Regions from separate parts of the Mus musculus genome. Here regions 1, 3 and 4 are each linked to region 2. A link is a contact called in public Hi-C and HiChIP or PLAC-seq data. All regions are on one chromosome and are shown on one strand. The core of a region is the stretch at or near the end of the contact, and the rest is flanking DNA. Distances in the headings are between cores, read along the strand shown. Region 1 overlaps Ext1 (exostosin glycosyltransferase 1). Region 2 holds the start of Gm41323 (a long non-coding RNA gene). Region 3 overlaps Ext1 (exostosin glycosyltransferase 1). Region 4 has its middle 8.8 kb from the start of Gm23267.

Region 1 (7,230 bases), core at 500-2,999, 290 kb after region 2:
CTAGGGCTGTGAAATGTGGGTCTGTCTGGAGAGACCCACAGAATGCAGGCCTTCTGCTTCCTGTGACATGAAGGAGTCTCTTTCCTGATGTAGAGTGGGAATGCTACCACCAACCTGACTTCATACCTAGCGTCAGTCTGAGTGTCTGTCCCGGTCCTCGCCTTGTGATGTCTAAGCAACCACATTGCAGCTCTCCCATCATATCATCATACTCGTATTTCACACATCCTTCTTCCACATGCTTACAACATGAAGACTGAGCAATAACAAGCCCCCCCTACCCCCCACCCCATCAGCCTCCCCCAGCCATAAATCTCCCCTTTGGAATCTTAATTTCAAATGCTGAGATACATTAAGGAGTCCAATGTTTGTATTTAACTATGCAAAAGTACTTCTTATCTGAAAGTTTCTCTCTAAGTTACAACTCTGGAAAGGATAAAGAAGGAAGGAAGGAAAAGAAGAAAGGAAAGGGAGAGGAAACACCGTGGAGTTGGTGAGATGGCTCAGCAGGTAAAGGCCATGGACAGCAAGGCCAACAAACTACATTTGATCTCCGGTCCCACTAGGTAGACAGAAAGAACTCCCCAACACTGTTCTCTGACCATCAGAAAACTGACTTCACGGTACAAAAAAGTGTGTCCACATACAAACATTAACTAAGTAAATGCAAGTCTTACATTCAATACGAGAAAGTGAGACAGGGGAGTGGGACAGGAAGAAGGTTCTGTTTCTCTCTGGGGATGTGGTGGGACAGCAAGGGAAGCTCCGAAGTGTTTATCTACAGATGAGTCTTAGCTACATGAGTCACACTCTTAGTGCTGACCTCCTGAGACATATTTCTACTGACTGTCTCCAGAAAATAGAGACACTGGGAAGGCTAGGTCTGGTTTGTGGCCAACCAACCAGTTCCATGACTAATCCACACATTACAGTAAGTATGAGAGGGGAAACTGCACTTCTGATAGACCGCTTTTAGGTTTGATAATTCCCTGCAATCTTGCCATAGAGATAGGGCAAGATATAATAAGACCCAAGGAGACAAAATATCAGAGCAGAGAAGCTTCCGAGGTTTGCCACTTGGACAAGTAGAAGGGATTCTAAGTGACAGGCCCAGCTTTTGGTCCCTGACCGTAAGACATTGCTTTATTAGGTTAAAATGCAAAAAGATCACATGATCTCTACAAACAGGCTGATAGACTCCAAAAGGAAAGAGGGTGATGGAAAGTGTAGGGAGGGGGGACCAAGGAAGCTGGTTAGTGGAAGCAAATAAAACAAGCAGTTCTTTAAAATGCAAAACAGAGTCTGTACCTCCATGTCTCCCTTGTACCTGGGCTCTAAAGTAACCTTAGAGAAGAAAGATCCTGTGGATCTGGGATGGAGAGTTGGCTCAGCACTTAGGGGCACTTGTTGAGAAAGACCAGGGTTTGATTCCAGGCACCTACACGGAGGCTCACCACTTCCTCGTGCACCAAGCTAGAAAGCGGTGCACACATGCAGTCAAAACACTCATACACATAAAATAATAAAAATAAATCTAAGAAATTAAAAAAACAAACAAACGAACAAAAACAAACAAGAAGAATGAAGAAAAGAGGAGGGTCATAAGGATCATGTGCAGAGAGTTCCTGTTGACCTCTTGGTCTACATCTGCCTACATCCAGCCTATTTGGAACAACTCTACCCCCATCTCCTCACATGGCCGATTCATCCTGATTTTCTGTCTCCGTTCAAAAGCTACCACCTCGGAGACCTTCTTGAATTGTCAGAGCTTAAAACCACTGCCTCTCTGACTAACCCAGGTATTTTTGAATCACTGTACCCTGTCTGTGTCATCGGTAACGTTGCAAATTTCTAATGATAAGGTTACAGTATACAATTATGCATTTAACTTTCAATTGAAAATAATTGGTATTTGCAAGCTCCAGGAGTGCCGAGATCAGGATGTCTTTTTGGCAAGCTTCCACTGCTTGCTTCCACACAGCTTGCTTCCTGGCAGGAGGTGGTGACCCAGGAGGGATCCACCCCGTCCATATTCCCTGACCCTGGACAGGAGCTTCTCTTTGACGGTTACCACCAAGCAAAACTTGAGAAACAGCCACACAGCAGTGCTGAACAGCCTCCAGATTTTAAGTCACACTAAGCTAGCTAATGAGCAGCTGTTTCTCTTCGGGAGAGACCTTGAGAGAGGAGAATCCCATCCCTAAGCGTACACAATTAATGCCACTGTTTGAAAAAGTAAGTCCTTACAAACTGTGTGTATGCCTTTTCTGTTTCTCTTCCAAACTCAATATATGGAAAGCCTGCCCAGAAAGTTTGCTGAAGAACTAGTCTCTTTCCACTTTCCCATCATCTGTGTTCTAATCCAAAGGTCTGAACTTTATCCCACCCACTCTTTCACTAGGGAAGGTTGAGAATATGCCCCACCCCCACCCAGATTGCCCATTCCTTCCCCCCTCCCCCCTCAGTGACTCGTAAAGTGGAAACTTCACTCTGGTTCTCCAACACTGTTTTCATTCACAGCAGCTGGAAGACAGAGGTCACTGTCCTCTCTCCTGTAAACAAAAAGGCCAAGCTGCAGTCCTCAGGCACCCGGGGAAACACACATCCCTGCTGGGAGGGCAGCCCCATGCAGGGACTGCACAGCAGGGTGGTGTTTGCTGTGGGCCAGGAAGCGGTCCTCTGCTGTCTGTGGCTATGCTGTCATTCATGGAAAAGCCAGATCCATCAGTAGCTTCCTTTTCAAGGGACCATTTGCAGGTTTATTGACTGCCCAAATATGGTGTCTTCTATCCAGAGGCTGGGTGAGCCTACGCCTCAAGAGTGAAGCCATGAGGATGTGAACAGACTTAAAGAGTATTATGTCCGTAGGAAAATGTCTGCAGACATCATAATGTTCCTAAATGGGTTTTTGTTTTTAAACTGCTGCCGTTGTTTGTTTGTTTGTTTTTAAAAGTTATCAGGTTTGACTTTACTAATAAGGAAACTACAGTATTCAAAGGAGAGGAGGTTGTAACTAATCTTTGTGCTGTCTATGGAGGACGAACGGCTAAGCAAATTATAATGCATGAATAAGGCCATTCCAAGAATAGATAAAACACTTGGCAGAAACTATTTTGGGTCCCCTGTAGTACTTTGGAGCTACCCATTAATTTATAAACAGTTGATCTACTAATTACAAAACCTTTTTATCTATTCATTTCACTGGGTCCCTAAGGAGCAAGGCAAGCAACGCTGATAGTTCCTCCTGGTTGGCACTGACCGGCTCTCTGCACTTACAGAAACTGTAAACAGATCCTTTTAAAGGAAGAACTTTATAGTCTCTGTAATTTTTAAGATTTAAATGGCATGCAGAGCAACAGGTTTGCATATGGCATTTTCATACATACTCAGACTCGGTTGATTCTTTGTCCTCCCATCGGCATGGCCCTGCCCCTGCCCCACTATCATCCTCAACCCTCAGCAATGGCCCTTGTATTGCTCACATGGCTTCCCTTATAGCCTCTGTTTTTCCCCATCTCCTGGGCCCCTTTCTAGCTTGATGACCACTACCCGCTGCCACCCCCAGCCCCCATCATCCAACATATCCAACAACTAGACGGTAGAATTCACACGTTTTGTTTTTATCACCAAGGTAATCAATTACCATAAACAGAGCAACTGGAAAGACCACCCACTGACTGTTGGCTCACAGACACAATTTGGCTGACTCTACCACCCAGGATTGCACAAGGTATAGTTAAAATTGTGTTGTCCTTTGGAGCTATGGGTCTCGGTCTAGGAATGGTGTGGCAGAATTCCTTAGGTCTCTGTTTGCATATTGCCCTCAGTTAAAAGCTAGTCTCTGCTATCAGAGGACACCTGACTTTCTTGTCCACTCTCTCCCTTTTTAAAAGCAAGGAGATGCTCCAGCCCATGTCAATCCTTATCTGCAGGACATATGTAGTACCTTCTGAAGGCTCCAGATCATCAGAATAGGATAGGTCTCGTCACAATAATCTAATAGATAATTCCTATCTCTAAGGTCTTAATTTTATCTACAAAATCATCCTTTCGGAGTAGCCCTTATACGTTTATTCAACAAGACAACTGGAGAGTATGAGTCTAGTAGAGTATGGAAGTCTTGGGGACCATGTTAAAATTCCATCTACCAGGCTGGAAAGATGGCTAAGCAAAATAAGGCACAAGCTGCCAAACCTGAATCGTTAGCCACATGATGAAAGAAAGGGACCTGGCCCCTGGAAGTTGTCCTCTGATTTCTAGGAGAGGAAGAGCTCTCTCTTCCCTTCCCTCCCCCCCACAAATAACTGTAAAGTTGCTTAAAAATTGGTGCATGCCTTTAATCCCAGCACTTGGGAGGCAGAGGCAGGCTGATTTCTGAGTTCAAGGCCAACGTCTACAGAGTGAGTTCCAGTACAGCCAGGGCTACACTGAAAAACTCTGTCTCAAAAAAAAAAAAAAAAAAAAAAGGGGGGGGGGAGAAAAAAAAAAGAATTTGACTTCTTCCCATCACTCAAAGTTGGTCACAAAACCTTAAATTCAATATTCTACATACTTCAATAATTTGACTTAAGGTTCCCTTCCTCCCAAATAAGATCTATGATCTTCTTGAAGGGGTAGCTGATATGATTTGTCCTTTTCTTTTTTCAACATGCTACCATCATCCAGGGTATATTAGGAAGAGTCTCTAATATCAGCCTTAGTGACCAGGACAAGTAAGGGGGAGGGGGGAGAAGAGGGAGAGAAAGAGGGAGTGAGCGATAGAGAATCCAAACTTGTATTTGCTAACTCAGACATAATAGCTTTAACGTCACACATGAGCACTTAATAGCTCCCTTTCCCACTAAAAAGACAGAACTGGTCTTGGCGGAAGCCAGGTCAATATTGCAGACATCAAACAGTCCAATACCGTTTTAATGGAAACATTTAGAGCCATGCAATGAGAACACATGTGTGCATTTGCTTCAAAGGGTTAGAGAAGGGGGCAAGCCATTGTTTCCAAAGCTAACAGTAATGAGCAAGCTCAAGCCGTGCTTTTCATCAGCTCTATGGCTGTCTTCTCTGACTCTTCTCCCTGGAGCATACAGGAGAAAATACAAGAACGTACTCTTCACTTTGGTAACAAGTATATACTAAACCCTAGAGCGTGCATGGACAAAACAGAACCCACTCTGTTTCTGTAGGGTCTATGAGAGTCTAAGCCACTGGTCTATTGCTGTGAAGAGACACCATGACCAAATTAACTCTTATAAAAGAAAGCATTTAGCTGAGCTTGAGATACAGTTTCAGACATTAGTCCATTATCACCATGACAAGGAGCATGGCAGCATCCAGGCCTGAAAAGTAGCTAAAGCTATATCATGCAGAAGAGAAGCCACTAAGATGGGTTCTAAGAGATGAGGCCATGATAAGCTTTAACATGTGGAAAGGACCATCAGGGGAGTTTGGTGTTAAACAGAGTAGAGGAGGGCTGGAGGCAGAACAAGACAGGAGCCAGACTCTCAAGGGTGTGTATGAGAGCTGGAGCTGAAAGAAGCTGCCAACCAATCTCCTGAAACCAAAATACGAGAAGGAGACAGTACCAAAGTTAGTGGTGACTACTTCTGCTACTTCTAACTGCTCAAGAAGAAGAAAAGCCAGAGCCTGGGCTAGGAAAAGCTACCAGACACATCAAAGCATAGCTGAGGCAAAAGGAACGGTCTTGTGGGTAGATCGGGAAGAGAAAGCATTACTTCCTTTTCAGGTGCCCCAAGAATTATAAATCAGGTCACAGTAACTGTTGTCTGGTACTTTAAGCATCAAAAGTACGGAACAAAATCATAATAAAAGGAGTCCACGATTGCTAAATCGAACTCTGGAGCACACAGGGAGCTGAAGAACTCTGGACTACTAAGCAAGCCCATGTCCTCCCCACTCCCCTTCAAGCTCTCCCAGGCGCAAGCACAAGCCAGGTCTCTCCACAACTTCTACAAATCACAGCTGCTCTCTCTCTCTCTCTCTCTCTCTCTCCTGATGATATCAGAGAAAGCCTGTAGCTGGCACTGATCTTGCCTGTTATCACCTTGTAGCTCAGTCAGTCCCTCAAGGAGGCCTTCAAAGCACTTTACACAGACATGGCTCGACATTGGCAGGGCATCCGAAACGGGTCCACTAGGTATCTAGAGCACATGGGAATAACCAAAAGTAGGGTACTTAACACTCTCATCCACACGCCCAGGTTGCTGTAAGTGGAGGAAGATCTGACCCTGAGACAATGAGAAACTTATGGAAAAGATATTAGAAGGAATATTTAAAAAAATAAAAAAATAAAGAGTCAGACAGGACTAAACAGATGACTCAGCAGTTAAGAGAACTGTTGCTGTTGTTGAAGATTGGGGTTTGGTTCCTGGACCCCACGTGACAGCTCACAACTGTCCTTAGCTGCAGTTCTCTGAGAGCTAAAGCCTCTTCTAATTCCTCTGAGCTCCTCCACAGACACGAGTGGACCACATATACACTTAGGCACAAACACACATACATGGAAAATACCAAAATAAAGAATTCTGCCTAAAAACCGAAAAAATACAAATTCTGTCCGCTTGTCTTTTTCCAGCTTTGGACAAAGACAACGTGATGGGGATGGGTAGCTGCTTTGATTTACTTCCTTGGATTTAAAATTTTCCTAATTCAAGGTAATATAATTTCTGGTTCTTCGGTTAGTTTGTCATATTATGAGTTAGGCAAGTCTGAAATGTTTGAAATGGCTTTGGTTTTGGCAGTGCTGAACTACAGCTTCATGTGTGTCTTTCTCTCTCCCTACTGTTCCTCCTGTCTCATGTTCTTCATCTTGAGCCATAGAATTGAATTCCATGTCACTGTTTCTGCAACTCTGAATAGTGGGTTTCTTTTTTGCACATAAAAACCAAAACAGAAAACCGTGGGCCCCTAAGTGTGAGGCCATTCTTGAACAGACCCATTGAAGATTTAATAGTAGATGTTACCGTAAGAACTGTCAGTGAAAATAAAGAGAGTCAGTGAACAGTCAAAATGCAATCCTCAGGCCCTACTTGGAAATAAAAGGTATAAAACTCTTGCCACCTGTGATAATCCAGATGAATCCTAAGACTACACATGAGGGTGAATGCCTGTGAGCATACACCAGTGTTTATGTGTACACACACACAGACATTTTGCACAATGCCTCTTATCTTCACTGGAGACAAAACCTGGTGTCACTGGGCACTGATGGCTCAC
Region 2 (7,473 bases), core at 216-2,715:
AGCCATGGCTGTGAAAAGGGGACCTGTATGGGAAATCACATGCTGACTGGGGTAGAAGGTAGACAGGAGAAAATAGGAGTGAAGGTAATATTAAAAAATTCTAAAGCCAGGCAGTGGTAAGGTATGCCTTTAATCCCAGCACTTGGGAGGCAGAGGCAGGCAGATTTCTGAGTTCAATGTCAGCCTGGTCTACAGAGTGAGTTCCAGGACAGCCAGGGCTACACAAAGAGAAACCCTGTCTCAAAAAAAAACAAAAAAGAAAGAAAGAAAGGAAGGAAGGAAGGGAGGGAGGGAGGGAGGGAGGGAGGGAGGGAGGGAGGGAGGGAGGGAGGGAGGGAAAGAGAAATTCTAAACATATTTTTAAAGTTATAGAAATATATTTGTAGCATAATGCTAATTTAAGTGGTACTATTCTAAGGCATATGAATATGCTTTCAGAGATCTTTCCCAAACCTTGTATTATCAAATGTTTGGCTAAAAATTCTTAACTGTTATTTTTAATTGCATTTATTTTCTTAATTGTATAGTATGTTCAAGGGTCTATACTTGGAGACAAGTCCATCAAAGGTCTAGAACTCAAATTAACTCAAATTTGGTCAAAAAATGCCTGCCCTATAGAATTGTCAGTGGGACTCCAACACATGGCTCTTTTGTACTTTTGGCTTTCTTCTTGAGGATAGAAGAACAATTGGCTTGCTCTGAGATAGCACTGGTAAGAGGTTTGTAAAGGGAGGGCCAAATCCTATAATAGAATTGTGTATGGTTTGGTGAAATAATAATAAAGACTGTGATATTGAAATAGGCACAGCAAAGAAAAGTGATAAGATCCATTAGTAATGTCTGCCATGAAGTTACTGGTTGCAGGCAACAACATGGAGAATGTTCTTATTATGGAGTCATTATTTCCTCTCTACCCTTCTAGCTCTAAAGCTCTGCAAGTGTTTTACTTTTTGACGATACCATTTAATTCATCTCAATTTACAGAAGACATGTATTAAGCTAATACCTAGTGAAATGGTGACATTGCTTCATTCCATGCCTTTCTGCCCCTCTCTATCACACAAAGCTATCAAGAAGTTCACAACGAATCACTTTTGAAAGGACAGCCTTTCAAATGGTTTGGTATAGTCTCGATTCTGCCTTTTTATCATTGGAATTTAGCTCAGGCTTTTAAAGACACTTTACCTTACCATCAGAATATTATTTCAATAACTCATTTCCTGGAGATGTTTGAAACATGGTTAATTATTGTGGGAATTTAAATACAGTGTCAAAGTAAATGATAGCAGGATTCTCTGGTCAGGCTCAAGGTTACAGGCAACCACATTACCCAACTATAGAGAAACATAATCATTCCTTTTCCCACAGATAACGAAGGTCTTCCTGTCATCCTACAGGAATCCCATTCCCTTCTCCTAGAGTGTAACCAGACACTTGGCCACAAAGAATAACACTCTTCTGCTTGGCTTGGCCTCAGGGTAATCAGTCAAGGCTAGGCAAGGCCAACAACCCCCAATGCTACAGTAACCACAGAAACCACACAGAACTTGGGTGGAACACGTGGTCTAGACAGTCATCATTTTCAACACAGGGAGATGAAGTCACACAGACTTTTCTCTCCTGAAAATAAAATGTTGAAATACAGCATTAGAAGCAAATGTTCTCCCAGAGGAGAAATGTTACCTTGAGAAGACAAGAGTCCATTCTAGATCCCCGGGTAAGAAAAAGCAAGCCTAATGGGACAGATTGCTGAAACGTATGACAAACCAGAATGTCCCAGTCTCACAGAAGGTAAAGGCAATGGGAAACTACAGGGGGAAAGATATTGTCATCTGAAAAAAATTTTTCCCAAAAGAAATACTGAATCACCCTAGTCCTGGAAGAGTGGGGACCCCCAGAGTTAGAGAAATAATAAACATTGAAATAAAAAGCATTGAAAAAAAAACTCCTGTCTGCAAGCATAATAGAGTATCATTAATAGTGTTAGGGATTGGTGCTTGCCCATGGGATGGGTCTCAAATTGGACCAGATATTGGTTGGTCATTCCCTCAGTCTCTGCTTTATCCCCCATGCCTGCAATTCTTGTAGACAGGATAAATTTGGAGTTGAAAGATTTGTGGGTAGGTTGGTGCCTCTATTGCTACACTGGGGTTCCTGTCTGGCTACAGGAGGTAGTCTCTTCAGGGTCCATATCCCCAATGCAGTGAGTCACAGCTAAGGTCACCACCATCGATTCTTGGGTGCTTCTCTTATCACAGGCCTCTATCTCATCCTGGAAATGCCCCCACCTCCTCACCCACATCAGTTTCAGGTTTCCATTCATTTTTATGGCCATCTAGTCATCTCTCCTGTCCTTTCTCACACTTGATCCTGAATCCCCCATCCCCCTCCCCATAAGCCCTCCCTCCTAGTTCCCTCCCTCTATTTGCCTCTTACAACTATTTTATCCCCCTTTTTAAGTGAGATTCAAGCTTCCTCACTTGGGCCTTCCTTCTTATTTAGTTCCTTGGGTCTGGGGAGTGTAACATGGTACCTGTATTTTAAGGCTAAGATCCACTATAAGTGAGTACATGCCATGCATGTCCTTTTGGGACTGGGCTACCTCACTCAGGATGATCCTCTCAGGTTCCATACATTTGCCTGTAAAATTCATGATGTCTTTGTTTTTTTAATAGCTGAATACTATTCCATTGTGTAGATGTAACACACATTCTTTAATCATTCTTTTTTTTAAATTTTTTTTATTAGGTATTTTCCTCATTTACATTTTCAATGCTATCCCAAAGGTCCCCCATCTTTAATCATTCTTAAGTTGAGGCTCCACCCAGCAGCCAACTCAGACAGATACAGATACCCACAGCCAAATAGTGAACTGAGTTTGAGGATTCTTATAGAAAAACAGGAGAAGGAATTACAGGCCCCAAAGGAACTAGGTACCCCACAGGAAGACTAACAGAGAGAATTAACATGGACCCTTGGGGCTCTCAGAGACTGAACCAACAACAAAAGAACATACAGGGGTGGGACGTAGGCCTCCTTACTTATATATAGCAGATGTGCAACTTGGCCCTCATGTGAGTCCCAAACAACTGGAACAGGGACTATCCCAAAACTGCTGCCTGTATGTGGGATATGTTCTACTAGCTGGGCTGCCTTGTCTAGCCTCAGTGGGAGATGATGCACCTAGCCTCACAGAGACTTAAAGTGCCAGGGCAGGGGAGATACCTATGGAGCCCACACATGGGAGGGGGAGAGGGAAAGGATGTGGGAGGGTTGACCAAGAAGAGAGCAGTGAGCAGGATGTAAAGTGATTAAGTAAAATAAAAAATTAAATTAAATTTAAAAAAGAAAAATAACTCAGCAAAGAAAGAAAATGTCGGCTTTAAAGTGGCTGCTTTTTTTTTTTTTTTTTTTCTGGTGACTGAACAGTAATCTTCAAAGTAGAATGGCAAGAGCCTCTTCCCCATAGACTTTAAAGCTTCAGCTGTGGAAAGGCTATTCATGGCTCAGCAGCTCCCCTGACTTATTCTCTCACCTTGCGGCAACTCAGTAACCTTGCTTTCTACCTCAGCTTCCCAGTCAGCCAAGTGGGACATGCGACTTACAGTCTGCTTCATTTGCTAAGATGTCACGAAGATTAATTAACAACATTAATACACTAAAATGTTCTTCGGGATGGCCAAAGAGAAAGTGTGATTGCGATCATCATTGCTGTGGATTACTAAGTAGAATATTGCCAGGACTGTTCAAAATGAGGTGGTAGTGGGGGACTGTATCTGAGAACAGAAAAACAAGCCAACGGGTAATTTTTGCCTGGTTTCCCATGGCCCCAGCTCAGAAGCATGTCTTCAGTATTCTTGCCCAGGGACTTAAAATTTCCACAGTCATGATGTGTTGAAAGTGGGTTGGTGTTGAAATTAACAATCTGATCTGTTCCACTGTCTCTCTGCTACTCGCTGGTTCTGGGGTCTGGTTCAGATCTGTGGAGCTGCCCCATGCTCAGCTTCTTCATCTATGGATTAAGCAAGCTGATGCCTCTGTCTCCAGGACCCACGCTGCTCCTAAAATCCTGCCTATTTCTGAAAACTGATCTGACTGCACAAAACCAAACGCATAGAAAATATGCCATAGAGTTGGGGAGAGGATTTATTTGGTAAAGTCCTTCTACACGAGCATGGAGGCCTGTGTTCCAAATTTCTAGAACAGATTGACACAGCAGTGTGCATCTGTAATCATGGGCTTAGTGCAGTGAGATTGGAGGTAGAGGCAGGGAAATCTCCAGAGACTTAATGGCCAGCTAGCCCAACATATGCACCACAACAGCAAACAACAAAGAGATCCTCTGCTTCCAAGATGGTGGGATGCAAGGACCAAGACACAAGGATGACCTCTGACCTCCACAAGCATGCTATGCCATGCACATGCATACACACATGTGCACACATCATACACACACATACAAATAACAAACAAGCAAATACCCTTTTAAAAGTAAGATATGCCTTAGGAGAGTCCACATTGCAACTTACTTCATAAGGCAATCTACCAACACAAGTGCACCTAAGACAATTGTCTTTGACTCTAAACAGTTATCAGAAAAGATGATGTCTCTGTATAACTGAGCACTTTGATGCCCCAGGATGTACCTGGAGTGCTGATGAATCTATAAGAAATCAGAAAAACAACAAATAAAACTATCACTCTTTCCTGACATGAGACTTCTCTATAGAGAATGGAAGGAAAATTTGAAATACTCCTAAATTCAATGCATCTTATAATGGTGGGTGTTAAAAGAAGTAGAAATTTTTCTAGTTCAATTCCTCATTTTATAAAATAGAAACCTAAGTTTAACTGTGACCCTGGAGCATCTTCCTTCCCAACACATAGACACCAGGTATTTCTACAGGACATCATCACCTATGTACAAGACTGGTTGCTATATGCTCTGGCTACTGGTCTCCTGACTTGTTCCTCATACTCATACCTTCTGCTACAAACTTACTGCTGGCCTGGATCCAAACCACAGCACTGCAAGTTTGAACTGGAATGTCAATCTTATAATCTTCCTTCCTTGAACTTTTTGTCTGACCCCCTAATCAATAAATTCTCCTCTCAGAATAACCTTCTATAAAGATCCATGAGTGCCTCCTCTGCTCAACTGTCCACTGATGACCATTGTGTACAGAAGAGTGACAGCCAGCAGTACCTGCTGATTTTAACTATAGTGTAAGAGTTAACACAAAAACTCTCTTACCCAAGAGGGTGACACTGTGCACTCTCATCCCTGGTGTTCCAGTTCTGGAAAAGAATTGACAAAAATGATAAATGCACAACTTCCCCTGGTTTGCTGTTCATCTTAAAAGGAAATCCAATTACAGTTTGCAATTGCATTTTGGTGAAACATAATGAGCTCTCTTTGGAGTTGCCTTATTCAGATCAAATTACTTGGTGGTAATTTAAAGTACATTGCATTTCCCAGATACCTCTCAAGGCACCCACAGTGTTTGAGTATCTGTGTAAGTACTACACAAACACTGCCAGCCGAGTCTACATGAGCTCACAACCAAAAAACCAGTCTGTGGTTATCCACAGACAAGTCACTCTTCATGTCCCTCACGCCAAGAAGGTAAAGGTCACAAAACCCCTTGAAAGTAAGTCATTTCTCAGGAAAATAATAATGAAGGAAAAGTTTCTTCTGAGCACAGCACCACAGAGAGGTCTGAGCACTTCTGTATGGATGATCAATATTATCAGTCAATAAAATTTCCCAGTCAATCACTCTTGTATATTGACATAAATGACACAGGGCCATATGTGACTAGCAAAATTGACATACTCTGAAACATCGACCAAAACTCTCACGGATGACATTTTCATTTTGTAAAAAATGACAGAGACAGAATAATATGTGCTCCAAAGTTAGACCTGCAAGTGAGGAGGAGAACTAAGGTTTGGGGATAGTATAATGTACCCCAATTTCTCTAAAAAGAATTCTGCACAAAATATCAATAGGTCTGAAAATTTGCTCTTCACTAATGCCAACAAGTCAGAAAGGTCATCTAGGAGTACGCAAAGTGCAGCCTAACCTGATTTTTCTGTTTTATTGAGCCAGGAGTCTCACAAAGGTGGGGTTTTTCTCTTTCATGCAATGAGATCAATGACCTTCAAGATCCATGTTCTTGACATCTGTACCTTCATTGATGACAGTATGTGTCAGTGGACTTTATCAACACTTTATTTATCTCTGATGATTCATCTGCAAGTTGTAGGCAATAGCCTAGGTTTGAAAGGTTTTTGGACAATAACATTAACTTCTGCTCAGCTGCTGGAGTCACACATATATCATATCTGATATGTAATTACCAAACAATGCTTTAACATTTTCAGTCATATGGAGAATCACTGTTGAATGGTGAACTATGCTTCAGGCAGAAGGTCCATTTGATTTCCACAATAAATGTGTGCTGTCTTCTCTCTGTGTTAAAGAAAGCAAACAAGAAGTTAACAGTATGAAAACATAGCAGCCTCAATTTTATTAAGGTTTATTCCTAGAAACGAGGAAGTAGATTGCCTTTGAGAGAATGCAAAATAAGAACTGTGGGTCAGAACACATGTACATACAAAGCCTTGGTGGCGATAGGCTAGTTTCCAAGGCAACGACAGGACTCTGAAGGAACCTATTTTACTGTAATCATAGTTTAACATTATATCGGTCTAAGAATTAGGGAGGAAGAAAGAGGGGAAATTAGAGAATTTCAAAAACAAACAAAAATGGAAGTCATGAAAGTCAACATTAGTAGTACCCATCCAACCACTGACAAAAGCTATTGGACTCAGTATGCTCTAATCCAGAGTTTAATATAAGTCCAGTATAATGGTGACTAAAAATAGATTTTATGGACTGAAGGAGCTGAAGGGGTTTGCAAGCCCATATCAACCAACCAGATCCTCCCCCCCAGCCCCCAGAGCTCCCAGGGACTAAGCCACCAATCAAGGAGTACACATGGAGGGATCCACAGCTTCTGTCACTCATGTAGCAGAAGATGGCCCTGTCAGGCATCAATGGGAGGAGAGGCCCTTGGTTCTGTGAAGGCTCGATGGATGCCCCAGTGTACAGGAATTAGAGGGCAGGGAGGTGGGAGTGGGTGGGTGGGTGGGGAGTACCCTCATAGAAGCAGGGGGATGGGGAGAGGATAGGGACTTTCCAGGGGAGTGGGGAGGAAACCGGGAAAAGGGGTGACATTTGAAATGTAAATATAGAAAATATCTAATAAAAATAGATTTTATGTAGATTTAAGTTTTTGTAGATACATGTCATGGGTTGAATGTAAAGTGTTCTTCCCGGGCTTGTATGTTGAAATGTCTGGTATTGCTGCTCTGAACTGTTATAGAAACTCTGGGGCATAAAGTCTAGGTAACACATAGAGGCTGTGAAGATTATGGCTTCCTTCCTATCCTTTGTTTCTCCCCTCT
Region 3 (7,482 bases), core at 915-3,414, 270 kb after region 2:
TAAGAGTCGGGTGGGAACACACTGGGGAAGAGCTGGGCTGAAATGAAATTTGGGTCTGGAAAGAGTCTAAGCCCTGGTGTGCTAGAATGTTGCTGCAGTGGGACCATGACTTGTGCACACTGCTGCAGGTCAGCTACCTGGATTGCTCCAGGTACTATCATTTGGCTAGGCCTGGTCCTTTCTCTATAAGCTTAGGACAAGGATGTTTGCTGCTTTTTATATGTAGAAAGAGTATCTTGTGTATTGAATGGGTGCATCACCTGTCAATTAAAAAAAAAATCTATAGCTTATAGGAAAATTTAAACTAGAAGGTAGGACATCAGGTATGCAGAAAGAATTCTAGGATAGAGTTGGACATGGGAAGAGTAGCCAGGGAAAACATGAGGACAGACACGTGGTGCCGGCGCAGAGGTGACCAGTAACATGGCAGAATGTAGATTAATGTAAGTAGATTATGTTAAATTATTAGCTAGTCAGTGAATGAGCCTAGCTATATGGCCTAAGTATTTATAAGTAAATTTTCAGTCTTAGTCACTAATCAGGTTGCTTGGGGCTGGGAGGAAAACAGCCCACCATACAACATTTATATGTATCCACAAAAAGAAAATTTATTAAAAGGAAGTATGTGGAATTTTGGTCATGTTGTCTGGATCCCAGTGGCTTGTGCATTATTAAGAAAAACAAAACAAAACAAACAAACAAAAAAAGCTCTGTCATTAAGCTATATCACCAACCCCCAAAATGTGTGTTTCCATCCAATTTAAAACAATCTAACAGTCTGTATTTAGGGAAAGGCATACTAGGCCTAATTTAGGTAGGAGTACACTCTATGAATATGAGAATAATAGTAACAAAACACAAAGGCCAGGCTCTTAGATGGAAAACCCAATATTATTTGGAGTCACATCCCTCAGGAAAATCAGAAAGTGGGAACAGAGGCAGTGTTTTAATAATACCTTTAGGACGGTCCACATTAAAGAGACAAAAAAGAGGAGGATGCTAAAGGCCAGGCCTGGACATAGGTATCTAAAATTCTAGGCAGTGAGCCATGATGCTCTTGTTCAAAGCATGCTGGGCAACTGGGTAAGATCCTATGTCAAAATAAAAACAAACCAATGAACAAAGATACCAGGGACATGGCTCAGTTAGCAGAATGCATGACTCGTATGCACCAATGCCAGAGTTTGCGCTCCAGCATTACATAAAACCAGACATGGTAGTGTGCACCTATAATCCAGCATTCCAGAGGTTCACTGTCATCTCATAATGAGTTTAGTATTTGCCTTGGACACCGGAGACTCTGACCTCCAAAAGAAGATAATATATAAATGATAAAATCAAAAGGGATGAAAATTTAGCTCACAGGAGAGTAGTTGTTCAGTATGTCTGAGCCCCTGGCTTCCATCCTCAGCCACACCTGACCACCCCACCTCTCCAACTCTTAATCAAGCCTCTATGCTCCTGTTCTCCTCAGCTCTTCATTATCTTAAGTGATATAAAAACAGAAAACAGACATTTGTACTGAAGCGCGTCATCCATTTTATAAAGTTACTCATTGGCTGACATAGTGCAAGCCATATTTAGCAAAATCTGAACAATACAATCAAAAAAAAAAAAAAAAGAAGGAAAAAGAAGAGAAAAGAAAGAAAAGAAAACCAAATACTTACTATGTTTCACTACTGGCAAGGCTATATGTGCTAATTATCTTAATTACTTCACCTTTCTACTCTTCACCCACTTTCTACACTGTGTCCCAAATAATAATCTATGTTTGGTTTCTCAGGGCTTCCGGGGATGTGCAGACTATCATCTTTGTTAGACTCTCACCTAGTTGGATGCTTAGCCATTAATGTATGCACATAGACACACACTTCAGACACAACTTCAGCCTCTTTCCTTGTAGCCAGAGTTGTGGTACATTGCTTTCCTGCAGTAAGAACAGACAACAACCACCCCCCCCACCAAACGCTGACCCCCGGGTGGCAGAGGAAAGTTGCCAGGATGCACAACTGTGAGTGTTCTTCTGCTGGACTCTAAACCTCACGGACTACAGTCTTAACAGAGCCCTATGTGAGCTCTTAATTACTCTGCTTCCTCCACCCTACCTATCTCTTATCTCCCTGACCACACTCCTGGTGACTGGGTCATCCGAAAGTTTCAAGTGCATATGGTTCAGGGTGCCAGATGACCAGGCCCAACTTATCAGCAGTGAATGCCAGCCACCTTTGCCCCAGGTTTGATTACAGTGAATTATGAATCATTCTTGCAGCTGTTCAATTTAATTTTTTTATATATAAAACTGATGGAATATAAGACTTTCAATCTCACAGCAGGACCTGCCATTTACTGAATGCTTATTCTGGGGCCTGGCCCTGTCTTTATACCATTCAGTCACTAGATTTTCATGATAATCACATTAAGCAATGTTAGTATTCTCGTGTACTAGGGAAGAAACAGGTGTGGCTGAGTACCTTGATGGTTCCTTCAGTATCCATTGCTGGTTTTCTTCCTCCTTTCTAGAACAATCTAGAACAATCTGTTCTCCATTAGGAGACTGCTGGTGGTATAATGTCTGGCTCCCACCAGCTCCCACTCACAGAATGTTCTGATGGTCCAGCCATTCATGGCACTGTTCTCTCCAATGAGCAACTTTGTCAAGAGGATTTGGGTTCCAGGAAGGTCCCTTTCATATTCTTTAGAGCGCCTCAAGATTTATAGATTCTTTTCTTATTTTGAACCTTAACCAGTTCAACTCACAGGCGGTCTTCCCAGCCAACTACCTGCACATATATATATTCATACCACAGGACCCATCATGGAAGCCTCTCTGGACGAGCTATGCCTTGATGCAATAGCTACAGCCAGGCCATCTTGTTCCCAAGAGAAAAATACATTTGTCACCAAAACTGGAGTGCTGAGGTGGCGAGTAGAGATCATAAAGTGTCTGGAACCCCTTGGATATGACTAAGCCACAAAATAAACCAGCTGAGGCTCCCCTATGAATCTGTTCCTTGCTCTGTGGATGAATACATGTCCCTGATAAAACATGCAATAAATAAAGCCGAGGTTAGCGCTAAAACTATATCTGGAGCCTTATTTTTAACCCCAATGGTGCTCAGTGGGGTTATAATTCAAAACTCTATTACTATTCTACACATTCTCTGCAATGGTGAATTATCTAAAACCAATGCCCTACCAACAGCATGACATATCAACCTATAAGGGGAAATGGCTGCTTCTATATTCACAAGCACTCAGACACCAAACGGACTTTTTCCACACTACAATTCCCCAACTTGCTGGATATTAATGAGTTGCTAAATGGCTCAATTTGTGTCTGATGCTATACATTCAATTAGTGTGGGATCACAGGTGTGGGGGCTCAGTTTCAATCACTGACACCAAACACCAGTCCTGCTGTTGAACCTGTACACTTTTGAGCTTTTGATACAATTAGTTGTCAATCAGAGCTTTCCACACCCCTCTGCATTGATTCAGCAATTTGGTAGGGCTAGGTAAAGAACTGAGAAAAACAGTATCATTTGTATTGCTGTACTAGGAAAGACAGATATGAGAAGCCAAGTGAGGGAAACATGGTTTGAGGTACAGAAGGGTCCAAGGATAAAAGCACGTGCCCCTACAGAGATGGGGTTAGCTACTACCACCACTCCAGAGCTAGGAGGAAGCGCATGCCTTTCCTTTTATCTGCCCGGTTCTCTCCTGGACGTATTTGCTAGACCAGAAAATACCTGAAAGCTCTCTTTAAAGCTAGAAACATTTCAAGACTATGCTTCATCATTATGGTGCATTCAATTTCTAAGACTTCCCTCTTCCAACCAGGATGGGAGATGGGGTGGAAATTTCAGGGCTCCTAATCTTAGCTTGTCTTTCTAGTTACTGGCTCCTAATCTCAATCAAGCTGTCCAGGAATCCTATCCTTAGGACAAAGAAGGTTCTGTAAACTCAGAAGTTCTAAGAGATTTCAGAGCTAAGCAGGATGCTCTTATCAGCCCATTACTTAGGGAACCAAAGGGTTTGGCTAGCTGTGTGTCAGAAACTTCCATCAAAGCCCAAAAGTTGCTCCAAGCATCTCTGCCACTCATCCCATCACAAAACCATCGGCAGCTGTCTCAGGAGCTGGGGACCAAACTGGAGTATATAAATTCTCATGGTGTCACATCTGCCAGAAATACAGAATCCTCCACGTCCCAATGGCAATGATATGACTATGGTATGCCCCTGAAAAGACTAGCTCCCATGAATCAGTAAAACTACCCAGAGCAACAGGTCTTAATACACTAACCAAAGAAGAGAATTTAATAGATAAAGCAAGGACTCGGGGTCAGAGCACTTCCTTAGCACCACAATCAATCAATAATAAATCAAAACATGAAGCCCATCTATTTCTAATGTTAATAAATGACAATGATACAACAAACAGAAGAACGCAAGCACCCCAAAGTGATCATTATGACATTGGCAGGCAGAGTGAAATAGAAAGTGTTTGTGGCATTTCCTCACTACCTTTGCAAGGTGGCAACTATGATCCTATAAAGAGGAAGAAAAGATCCCAAGGAAGTATTTTAAAACAGGAAGGAGAAAAAAAAAGTCCTCTTTGTTTTGTCATCTTAAAATTTAAATGTGGGTCACAGTGCATCACTGCCAATAAGAATGTATTTCAAGGGGAGGAAGAAAAGGCTCGGGATGGAAACAGCCATCATGGGCACACGATGCTTTTCCTCCATAAGAAAGGTGCCCATCTGGTTAGGAGGACGTGTGCCGGGGCCTCAGACCTTGGCTGTGTCTGGGCACTGTCTCCTCTGTTAAATGAACAGGCCAGTCTAAAACACACTGTTCTACATTTTCCCAGGCTTTAGAAACTCATGGATTGCCTTCTTAACTTAAACCATCTGACTGTTTTAGAGACACGAGTGGCTCATGGTACATTCTCGGTCTTTGTGTCTCAACGACCACACTGTGTTAACAGTCACCAGGAGTTATACGGGCACCAAGGGGAAGAGCCTTGAAAGGCAGAAAAACCACAGAAATATTAGAAGCAGAAAATCCTGCCTGTGTATTTTAAGACATTCGACATCACCTCATAATTGCCGTTTCCACAAAGGGCTAGCTTAAACCATGGGGCCAAAAGCAAGGAAAGCGGTTAGAGGCAATACTTTTGACAAAGTTGCAAACTAGTCAATAAATAAAGCATGGCTGCTGAATCTGATCATCTCCACAGAAGCCAGGGTCTGGAACACGCAGCCAAGTAACTAGAATGGCGATGGGTCTGCGGTGCTCAGAACTCAAGGGCCCGTCCTTCCTCAGGGGCAGATCCTACTTCACAGGGATCTACCACAGTAGCTGCTAGAACAGAAAATAAAAATAGACGCCTGCTTTTCTTTGAAAAAGACTGGGAACCAAGAAGACGGGTACTTGGGAAAGCGTGCACACATTTGTGCACAGGGGGACGATTTATCAACACGTGGCCTTCTTAGGGTTCCCCAGCATGTTTTTGAAATAATAAAACTCTACTCTGTTTATATGGCCTCGTTGGAGACATTTTAGTGGTCCATAAAGGCTTTCCAGGAATGTGAGAATGTTTGTATTTTTTCAAAATTAACGGTGGATCTGGGTAAAAGGAACTGAAAACAGTCCATTCTTTTGCTTCCCTCTTTGCCCAGTTCTCTAAGAAGATAAAAATGTTCATTTCCAGTTTATGTCAAAAGCACATGTGGAGGGTTCAAGATATACTGAACTCTTATTTCTGTTAGCGGTTTTCCCTAGACACACACGGGACTGTCAGATAAAGTGATATCACGATGCCAGTCGACACTGACAGGACCTTATCACGAGCAACTACACAGTCAGCTCACACTGAAGATGGCATTCCTAAGACCACTCAAGCTGGAACTCTACCTAACGTTAGCCTGGAAAGGGAGGAGGAAGAGAGTCACTAACTGGTTAGACAAACTGAAACCTGGCTCAGGTTCCTGTTAAGGCTTTTTGCTTATAGGCACACGTATTTATATTTGAAGACTTGGGGACTAGGTTAAATGGAGTCTAAAGAGGGAAAGTTTCAGAACTTCCCTCAGGTACAAAGTCCTTTGTGCGCAGTGTTTTCATTTCATAAATAATATCCAGAAGTTGAAATTACACATGGACATGGGAGTTGGCAAAGAGTGAAGCATCATTGATATGAACATAAAAAAGATATGCTGAGCTACATTATCGCAGTTCTACACATGACCCTAAGCCTCCTAAAAGTAACTGGACTAGCAAAAGACCCGAAACCGAGCCTCAGTTCACACTTGAATACAGGAGTCACCGCGTCCTTGTACACCACCAAAGCTTTGGAAACAACGGGCACTGAAGCTGGTTACACATAAGCTCAAGCAGAAACTAAGTCATCAAAACGACTTTCTCAAGTTGGAGTTAAGGTGGTCTGGCCTTCTATTCCAACAGCATTATATTATATCTCTGTTGCTAACTTGCTCTTCAAATTAAGGTAGCAATAACAGAGAATCAGATTCCTCAAATGCCGTATTAGAGAAACACAAATTTCATGGTATTTAGTTAACAAATATTTGTTCCGCTGGGAGTGGTGGCCCGGGCCTTTATTCCCAACACTCGTGAGACAGAGGCAGGTGGATCTCTGAGTTCAAGGTTAGCTTGGTCTACAGAGTGAATTCCAGGATAGTCAGGGCTATACAGAGAAACCCTGTCTTGAAAGACTAAATAAATAAATAAATAAATAGTAAAAATTAAGCAAAAAAAAAACCAATAAATATTTATTGAGCATTTCCTCTGTACCCACAAATATTCTTTGCAGTCCTTCCAAAGGAAACTGGGAACTTTGCTCAGCTGTCCTAACCAAGACAATATAATTTACGGGCTTAAATTATTCACTTTAAGATCAATTCCTCTTCTGCCCAAGTACACTGTGTTCCTTGACAAGTCTTTTACTCACTATGTCTGCTAAATGGCATTCTTATTTGCCTCCACAAGCAGGTCTCCTTACAGAAACCCCAAAGAACAAGCAACAGTGTGGATTTATCTCACTGACTTCCAGCTACTACCCTCTATTTTCCTAGGTAGTCTAGTTCTATCTTAGCTGAGGCACAACTACTGGAACAGTGGTTCACAACCTTCTCAAAGCTGTAACATTTAATACAGTTCCTAGTGTTGTGATGACCCCCCTGCAACCAGAAAGTCAATTCATTGCTATTTCATAACTCTAGTTTTACTACTGTTATGAATCATAATGTAAATACCTGATGTGCAAGATATTTGATATGTGACCAACAAGGAGGATGTGAACCACTGAACAACAGCTTCACATTTGAACTATGAAGAGGGCTAATATTCACCGTCTCCTCCAATTAGCTTTCCTGGCAGCTGGAAACTGGTCACTTATGAATGGGAAGGGGGAAATGGCAAGGAAGGGGGCTACCTTCTTTTCAGAGTTGCAGTCATCAGGAAGTG
Region 4 (6,866 bases), core at 2,523-5,022, 420 kb before region 2:
AGAACTGGCAAATATTTCATTCACATCATCCCCTCTAATCATCACAGAGACCTTCCGTGATTGGAATATTGCTCTAGTTTTACAGACCAAAATTCACATTATTTTATAATTTATTCAGATGCATGCAGCTGGTAAGTAGCTGAACTGGGATTCTAATGAGTTTCATCTGACCCTGAGTCATCTCCTGTGTCTCAGCTTTCCAAATGACAGGGTGCATTTGTATTCTCCATATTACGGTTTAAAATGGCAGTAAATACTGATTTATCTCTCTTTATTTGGAGTTATTAAGAAAAATATTATTTACTGATCAAAGACAAGTCACCTAGCTTCAAATTTATTCACTTAGAGTGCAAAGAACAAATCGAAAAGATAGGCTGAGCTCAGTGTGTCAACGTAAGGGTTCCAAGTGCTCCCGATAGGAGGCTCTGTATAAGAGAGTCTACGGTTAGGAGAGAGAGACCCAAACTTAACGGGTTCTTCTTATGCATTTGGTACCACTGAACCTTTCAAATACCGGCTGTTTTGTTTGCTCTTAATATTTAGACTTAATTTCTAGTCTGACCACAAGATGGCATCACTCTCCAACAGTTAACCTACACTGGGTAGGGTCTGAGGTGCAGATGCTCCGCAGGCAAACAAAACAAACAAAAAACCAAAATACAGTTAAAAACCAAACCAAAACAGTAAAGGCAGAGCCCTTCATGCCTCTTTTACATCATCATAGTTTTAAACGGTATTTTAAAGTTTATTATAAAAAGTTCAAAAAAAAAGCATAAATTAACCAGATCTAAAGAGTATAAAACTTAATAAACTTCTTTCTATACATTATAGTAACCAATCAAAACACAATCTATGGAGGGAATCCCCTGTGAATTTTATGATTTCACTGTTTTTTAAAATAAAATTTAAACACTTTTTAAACTTTTATCACCAAAGATAAAAATCTGTAACAAAGTTAAACTATTCATTGCCTGCATTCAGTCCTTCCTCACCTATACTATTTAGCCTTCTCGTTCTCCCCTGTGCATATAATGTACCCACAACCACATTTGTTTTCACGAATCATTCATCATTGGCTAGATTGTCCATACGAGGAAGAATATGCCGGGTTTTTCTATATTATTTTGCCAAAAAAGTCTACACTAAATGAGCAGACTATTTTAAAATGAATTTCAGAAATAAAGAAAATGAGCAATCCTGTTGTAATTCTAATTTCAGTTAAATATTAAATATGAAGTGATCACTTCCCAGAGAAAAATCGCACAGCAAGCCATTTTCATGGAAAAAACTTTCTTTTTATTTCAAGATATCTAGGAAAGAACAATGACGGCTTTCCTCTCAAAAATTTTTTCTCATGTTTGGGGTGAGCTCACGCTTTTTAGAGGTGGGAATGGGTGGGGGGGGGGGACGTCTAGAGATAGTCCAATGGCCTGAATTTCTATTATGGGTTTCCAGCTGGCCTCAATCATCGAATCAGAACACAGATATGCAAAAGGCACATTTTATGTAGACAAACTAACATGATGAGTCCACACACTTCCAACAATCTAGCGCATTGCACCGTGCTTCCCTTCCCACAGCCAAACCCGAGAGAAAGGTCTCTTGCCTTCCCTCCATCTCCTCTTCAGCAGCAAAACTTCCACAGCCAGCTCTGCTGTGTCTCCCGGTCACGTAACTTCTCTCTACAGACACATTTGATTAAAGGTATCAGATCAGCATCGACACCTTCGCTGGGTAAGGTCAGAGAAGCCAGCTTCTCCCACACAAGAGAAAATCTATACCTTCGTTACAAACCATGCTACCCTAGGCGACAAAGAAAAAGTATTCTGAGGGTGGGGCAGGCCGGCAAGTTTGATAGTTTGTTCTAGACAGCACACATTTCCCATTTTTCAAAGCTTGATGAACCATAGTGATAATACTAGATAAAAAAATATAAGTTCAGGATTTTTTTCTTTCCTTTCTTTTTTCTTCTCCTTCCTTTTATTCTCTCACACCCCAAACTTCTCTTCCTCACTTGAAAGCTATCTGCATTTGCTGGGAGCCTGGCTTCAGGTTCCATGACGAAGCACGAGCTCCCCCTACCGACGTTCTTGAAGAAAGACAGGATCTGTCACTCTCCACCACAGATTTTTTTTTTTTTTTTTTCTTCTCTCCTAAATTTGGTCCAACTAGTAGAAAATTATTTAAATACGTGCACACTTGAAAATTCTTGTGTTTTGAGGGAGGATTCGATTTTCACTTCTGGAGAAATATTTTAGCCAGCGTATTAATGCAAATGCTTTCATTCCCATGAAAGCTATAACAGCACTCCATTCAGAGACAGTACGGTTTAGAAGTCTTTTACCAGGCTGTGTGTTCCAGCATGAAATTGATGTAAAACTCAGTAGTTTAAAAGAAAGTGCTCTGCCATTTCAGAAAAACAAACAAACAAACAAACCCCCAAGAATTCAGAATCCTGCTGGCAGTGGAGAATTGCCAGCAGGAACAGCAAAGAACAGGCCAGGAACCAAAATATAACACAGGAGTGATGTGTGTCACGGAAAGAGGTTGAGACTAGTCAAGCAATTATAGGTAAGGTGTCAAGTATGCATGGTTTCACTTTTATTTTCTGGACACCTTTGGCATTGGTGTTTAAATTCTGGGATGCAGTTAACATGGATTTCCAAGCTGCTTGTCATGTATTCCATGTTCTTAAATTTGGGGTTAATAAAACCCATCCAGAATAACTTTACAATCCAGATGGTGCCATACTGATGTGATACAGAAGGGCAGTGGTTTAGAGAAAGCCCAAGGATGCCTCACAGACTGTGGCTCATGAAAGATGAGTGAGAGATGTCTGGAAAGAGCTGGTGAACAAGACAGTGAGAAATGAGGGTGTGGAAGGTCAGGCCCTTAAAGTCTAAGATGTGGACAAGATGCCCAGTTGTCTGTAATGGAAACCAGTTTATTATTAAACAGATACTTCATCTGCTGGCATTTTGAGGACACTGATATAGAATCAGGCAGCACTGATAAAGGACTGGGGACCACTTAGAGGAGTCTACAGATGAGCATAAGGAACCACTGCCCTTAGCAATGAGATTCCTCTGCAGATCGATCTGAAGTTTCTTGGGCCATACCTGCACAGAGGTGTATCTTCAGAAGGATCAAGTACAAGTCCCTGGGTGAACAACACTATCCTGCCAAGGAACTCCATTTTATACCTGTGTCCAGAATGCTGATGGGGCTGCTGTATCGTGTCAGGAAACGATTATTTTGTGCATCTCATCTTGACCCCACATTTATTATTATGTTGGTGAGTAATTAAGTCACAAGAAGTGAGTTTGCACCATGGAAATTGGAAGAAGCTACAAGTAGAAGATCTTACATCACCCAGAAAGCTGATTGCTCAACACAGATCATCAGCATATTCTCATACATACCACATGCATGTACATATGTGCGCATGCATGTGTATATAGTCACCAGAGAATCTTAAGCAAAAAGAGGTGAAGTTATTTTTGTCAACTATCCTCTCCCGTATTACACTCCACAGAACCCCTTGAGCATATCCCATTATCATAGTCAGAAAGGAGATTTTCAGAGCAGGGTGAAACCTGTTATTTAAAAAAAAAAAAATAACCATTCATCTGGCACATCAGAGTCAAGAAGAGTACGTTTCAACCCTGCTATGCTTAATAAGGAGAAAAAAAAATCCCTTCTGGGTCATTACTGGAAATGTCAGCTGCTGCAGTCTGTCATCTTTCGGTTGATGGAGCATACACATTCCATTCAAGTCACTGGGCTTGACTCTCAGCTCACATCCCTTACTGTGTGGTCCATTCAGCCTGAGTGTCCTTTGCCTTATCTGTGAAAGAGAGACAACATATCCCATCCCACCAGGGCAACAATAGAATGACAGAAAGGTCATGGGTTATTAAGCCATCATCAGCTTAATAATAATAAAAAAGAAAAAAAAAGGACTACAAATAGATATTGGTCCAGTTGTCCATGTCAGTCGCTCTCTGTCTTTCACCTTTGATGAGTTAGAGAAACCCCGCTGGGACCAGGTGATGAAAGGATCAGAATCGTCCTCCTGTGGTTTAGAAGCTTACAAGCTTGTCCGTGCTATAGGTTGGTACTTGAGGAGGGTGGGGGCCGAGCCTCGCTGCAGAATCAAGTAAGATCTACAAGGCACGATGAAGTCTGGGTCTCACCGCCTCTAAAAATAAACCCCCAAAGCCAGACTTTCCAAAGGATCTCTCTAAAAGCAAATCAAAAGGACCTAGAACAGGCTTGCTCATCCCCACATGCCCTTGAATGGAAAACCTCGGTGTGCTAAGTGATAGGAAAGCGGTAGCCAGCACCGAACCAATGGCGGACACAGAATAAGATTGTACGCCTCACAGGCCTCCCTCAAGAAATAGAGAGGGAGGTGGAAAAAAAAAAGGCAGAGAGGTGAACAGGAGCATGAAAGACCTTTTTCATTCCCAATTAAGTGTGGAATGAAAGAATGTGATCCGTGCGAAAAAGAACACGGCTGCTGCTGGCAGCGGTGAATGCCGAGCACCGTTTTAATATTTGCTGTCTGCCATTAGGAAGAAAGAGCCTGGATAATTGCCCAAATTTCATAACCTTTAATTATATACATCCCCGAGGACAAATTAAAGAATGTGCCAATAATACCTGAGATTCAGGTTAGCGTTCTGGAAGCTGTCAGATGCCTGCCTTGTAGGGTAGGGGAATTTTCTTAGATATTTTTCACACCTTGTCCGGGAGGGAGAAAGCAAGAAGGTTGGGGAAGGATTTAAGAGTTCTGATGTGGCTCTTGTTTCACTTGTGTCCACGGCCCCTTTTCTTCACTGTCCCATAGGCACCCGGCTGTGAGGGACCTCCAGGGAAAGATTCCAAGCAGTCACACTTAAGATCTATTTTACAGGATCAAAGTAGTTACAGTGGCCCAGTCTTCACATTCTTCCTTTGTCAGGAGGCTTTGAAGATGTGATGTAGTACTCCTGGGGCTGGCCTCCTTTAGCAGAGCTTTCTAGAGGAGTCTGATAAGGCATCGGTGCTTGGAATGATGTATAGACACGAGAAACAGGAGGAAGGAACAAGGCTGAGACCAGGGCTGACAGCAGGATGAAAACAGGCTCCATGACGTGTATGAGCTTCCAAAGGGACAAGAGTAGAGGGCACGCCAGAGCCAGACTGCAGGAAGCCATGCTCTGGTGTGTGCTCACAGTCAGCTGACACAGTGGCATTTTGAACCTCAGATCTAAGGGTGACAGTACCTCTGTGTCCTGTAAGCACCGAGGGTGCCTTTGTCAAATTAGGGAACTGGAAAAGTGGTTAGAATGCTAGTTGTGTCACTAAGCAGAGCTTCCCCATTGGCACACACACAAACACACGCCACTTGCTGTCATTTAGTTCCTCCCTGTACTAGGATATATTTATAAATATTGGCCTTGGTGCATGGATGTTGGGGCATAAGGTTTACTGGAGAAGCTAGACTTAAGATGCCTGAAGTATATTAGAAAATATGAGTTTGCAACATCAAAACTCTGCATATGTCAAAGCAGTATATACAGATATAGATGATATAGATAATACAGGTATCCATGATAGATATAGATAGATAATATAAATATAGATAGATAGAGGTATAGATATGGATATAAATTTAGATATAGACATAGATATAGGTATAGGTATAGGTATAGATATAGATATAGATAGAGGTATAGGTATAAGTACAGGTATAGGTATAGATATAGATATATAGATATAGATTTGTTGACTCCACAAATAACTGGTTAGTATTCCATAAATTCCTTGGGATCAAGGAAGATAATCTTATTTTTCAGTCTACCTTCATCAATACACTAGACAGAGAAGCATAACTTATAATATATAGATAGATATAGATAGATGATATACGCAGGTAGATAGATGATAGATAGATAGATAGATAGATAGATAGATAGATAGATAGATAGATAGATAGATAGATAGATATGTCCATATGACAGGGTTTATTGTGGGCTTTGTTTCAAGCAGCCACAGAAGCTGATACTGTCAACTGTAGTGCGCTGAGCCCGAAAATCTCTCCCAAATACCAGAGAACTGAGGTACTGATGTGAGTCTGAGTTCAGTAGTTTGAGATCCAGATGTACCAGCACTGAAAGGCAAGGAGAGATAGATGGGAGTTGAAGCTGGGGTGGGGGATCCCTCCTTTCTCAAATATTTTTGATCCAAGAAATTGATGGATTCCCATTTACAGAAGTGACGGTAGCTTTCTTTACCCAGTCTACTGAATCACAGGAAAAATTCTCCTACTCTTCAAAGCTGCTTAATTCCAAGGCAGAATGAGTTTTCCTTACAGATGAATTATTGTGAAGGGAATGTGCAGATTTTAGTGTCAAGCTTTAAAAAATTCCCTGTGTAGATATTGTAGCCATCACTGATATTTCTTCAAGGAGTCTTGAAAATATTCCAAACACTTGACAAGATTTCTTCTCTTATAAATAACAAAAAGCCAACATACATAAAGTTCAAGTTCAAGTTGAGATTCACTCCCTTCCAAATTTCATGCCCTGCTCTTTTAAAATGCTCTCAAACATGAATACAGACTGGAAGGATGTCATTATTTGTGTTTCTGTAACAAAACATATGAGACGTGGTGAATTGTAAAGAATGCAAATTTATTTCTGAGCCTTCTGAAGACTGGGAAGTCCAAGGTCAAGTTGCCAGCAGGTGTCTTGTAAAGTGTTGTCCTTCACAGACGGCACTATCTAAGTGTTCTCTTATGATGTAACAGACAGAAGTGGCAGAAGAGAAAAATAATATTGTGGCACACTGCAGAAGAGCAAGAGAGACCAAATTCATTG

Evidence for each region. HiChIP or PLAC-seq counts read pairs in DNA pulled down with a chosen protein or histone mark. A called contact is a pair of places that touch in the nucleus more often than the background predicts.
Region 1: a contact with region 2 is called in a CTCF HiChIP or PLAC-seq map of the NIH/3T3 cell line, with 8 read pairs. The contact joins two enhancer-like sites. A contact is called at or near these places in 1 of 15 datasets of contacts at CTCF or cohesin (the NIH/3T3 cell line) and 2 of 484 Hi-C or Micro-C datasets (the C2C12 cell line and tail fibroblasts).
Region 3: a contact with region 2 is called in a FOXA1 HiChIP or PLAC-seq map of pancreatic cancer cells. The contact joins two enhancer-like sites. A contact is called at or near these places in 1 of 15 datasets of contacts at CTCF or cohesin (the NIH/3T3 cell line), 1 of 484 Hi-C or Micro-C datasets (tail fibroblasts) and 1 of 115 datasets of contacts at active chromatin or transcription factors (pancreatic cancer cells).
Region 4: a Hi-C map of the C2C12 cell line shows a contact between it and region 2, with 5 times the contacts expected there. The contact joins two enhancer-like sites. A contact is called at or near these places in 2 of 15 datasets of contacts at CTCF or cohesin (the NIH/3T3 cell line and large pre-B cells) and 3 of 484 Hi-C or Micro-C datasets (the C2C12 cell line, adipose-derived mesenchymal stem cells and large pre-B cells).

The regions. Positions count from the first base shown.
Region 1 is chr15:53,221,767-53,228,996 of GRCm38.p6, forward strand. The region is part of intron 1 of Ext1 (exostosin glycosyltransferase 1); the gene reads right to left. Among named protein-coding and RNA genes, the nearest start is that of Ext1, 120 kb to the right of the region's middle. Within about 2 kb of position 1,750, at least 131 of the 459 cell types and tissues checked have an H3K27ac peak or open chromatin away from gene starts, as enhancers often do. A contact at or near this core is called in the C2C12 cell line and the NIH/3T3 cell line, where this site is marked.
Region 2 is chr15:52,927,091-52,934,563 of GRCm38.p6, forward strand. It overlaps Gm41323 (a long non-coding RNA gene), which reads right to left and starts at 6,469. Exons shown (of 4, transcript XR_875338.2): 1 at 6,364-6,469; 2 at 5,255-5,298. Within about 2 kb of position 1,466, at least 58 of the 459 cell types and tissues checked have an H3K27ac peak or open chromatin away from gene starts, as enhancers often do. A contact at or near this core is called in the C2C12 cell line, the NIH/3T3 cell line and pancreatic cancer cells, where this site is marked.
Region 3 is chr15:53,200,362-53,207,843 of GRCm38.p6, forward strand. The region is part of intron 1 of Ext1 (exostosin glycosyltransferase 1); the gene reads right to left. Among named protein-coding and RNA genes, the nearest start is that of Ext1, 140 kb to the right of the region's middle. Within about 2 kb of position 2,165, at least 32 of the 459 cell types and tissues checked have an H3K27ac peak or open chromatin away from gene starts, as enhancers often do. A contact at or near this core is called in pancreatic cancer cells, where this site is marked.
Region 4 is chr15:52,505,044-52,511,909 of GRCm38.p6, forward strand. No RefSeq gene overlaps it. Among named protein-coding and RNA genes, the nearest start is that of Gm23267, 8.8 kb to the left of the region's middle. Within about 2 kb of position 3,773, at least 2 of the 459 cell types and tissues checked have an H3K27ac peak or open chromatin away from gene starts, as enhancers often do. A contact at or near this core is called in the C2C12 cell line, where this site is marked.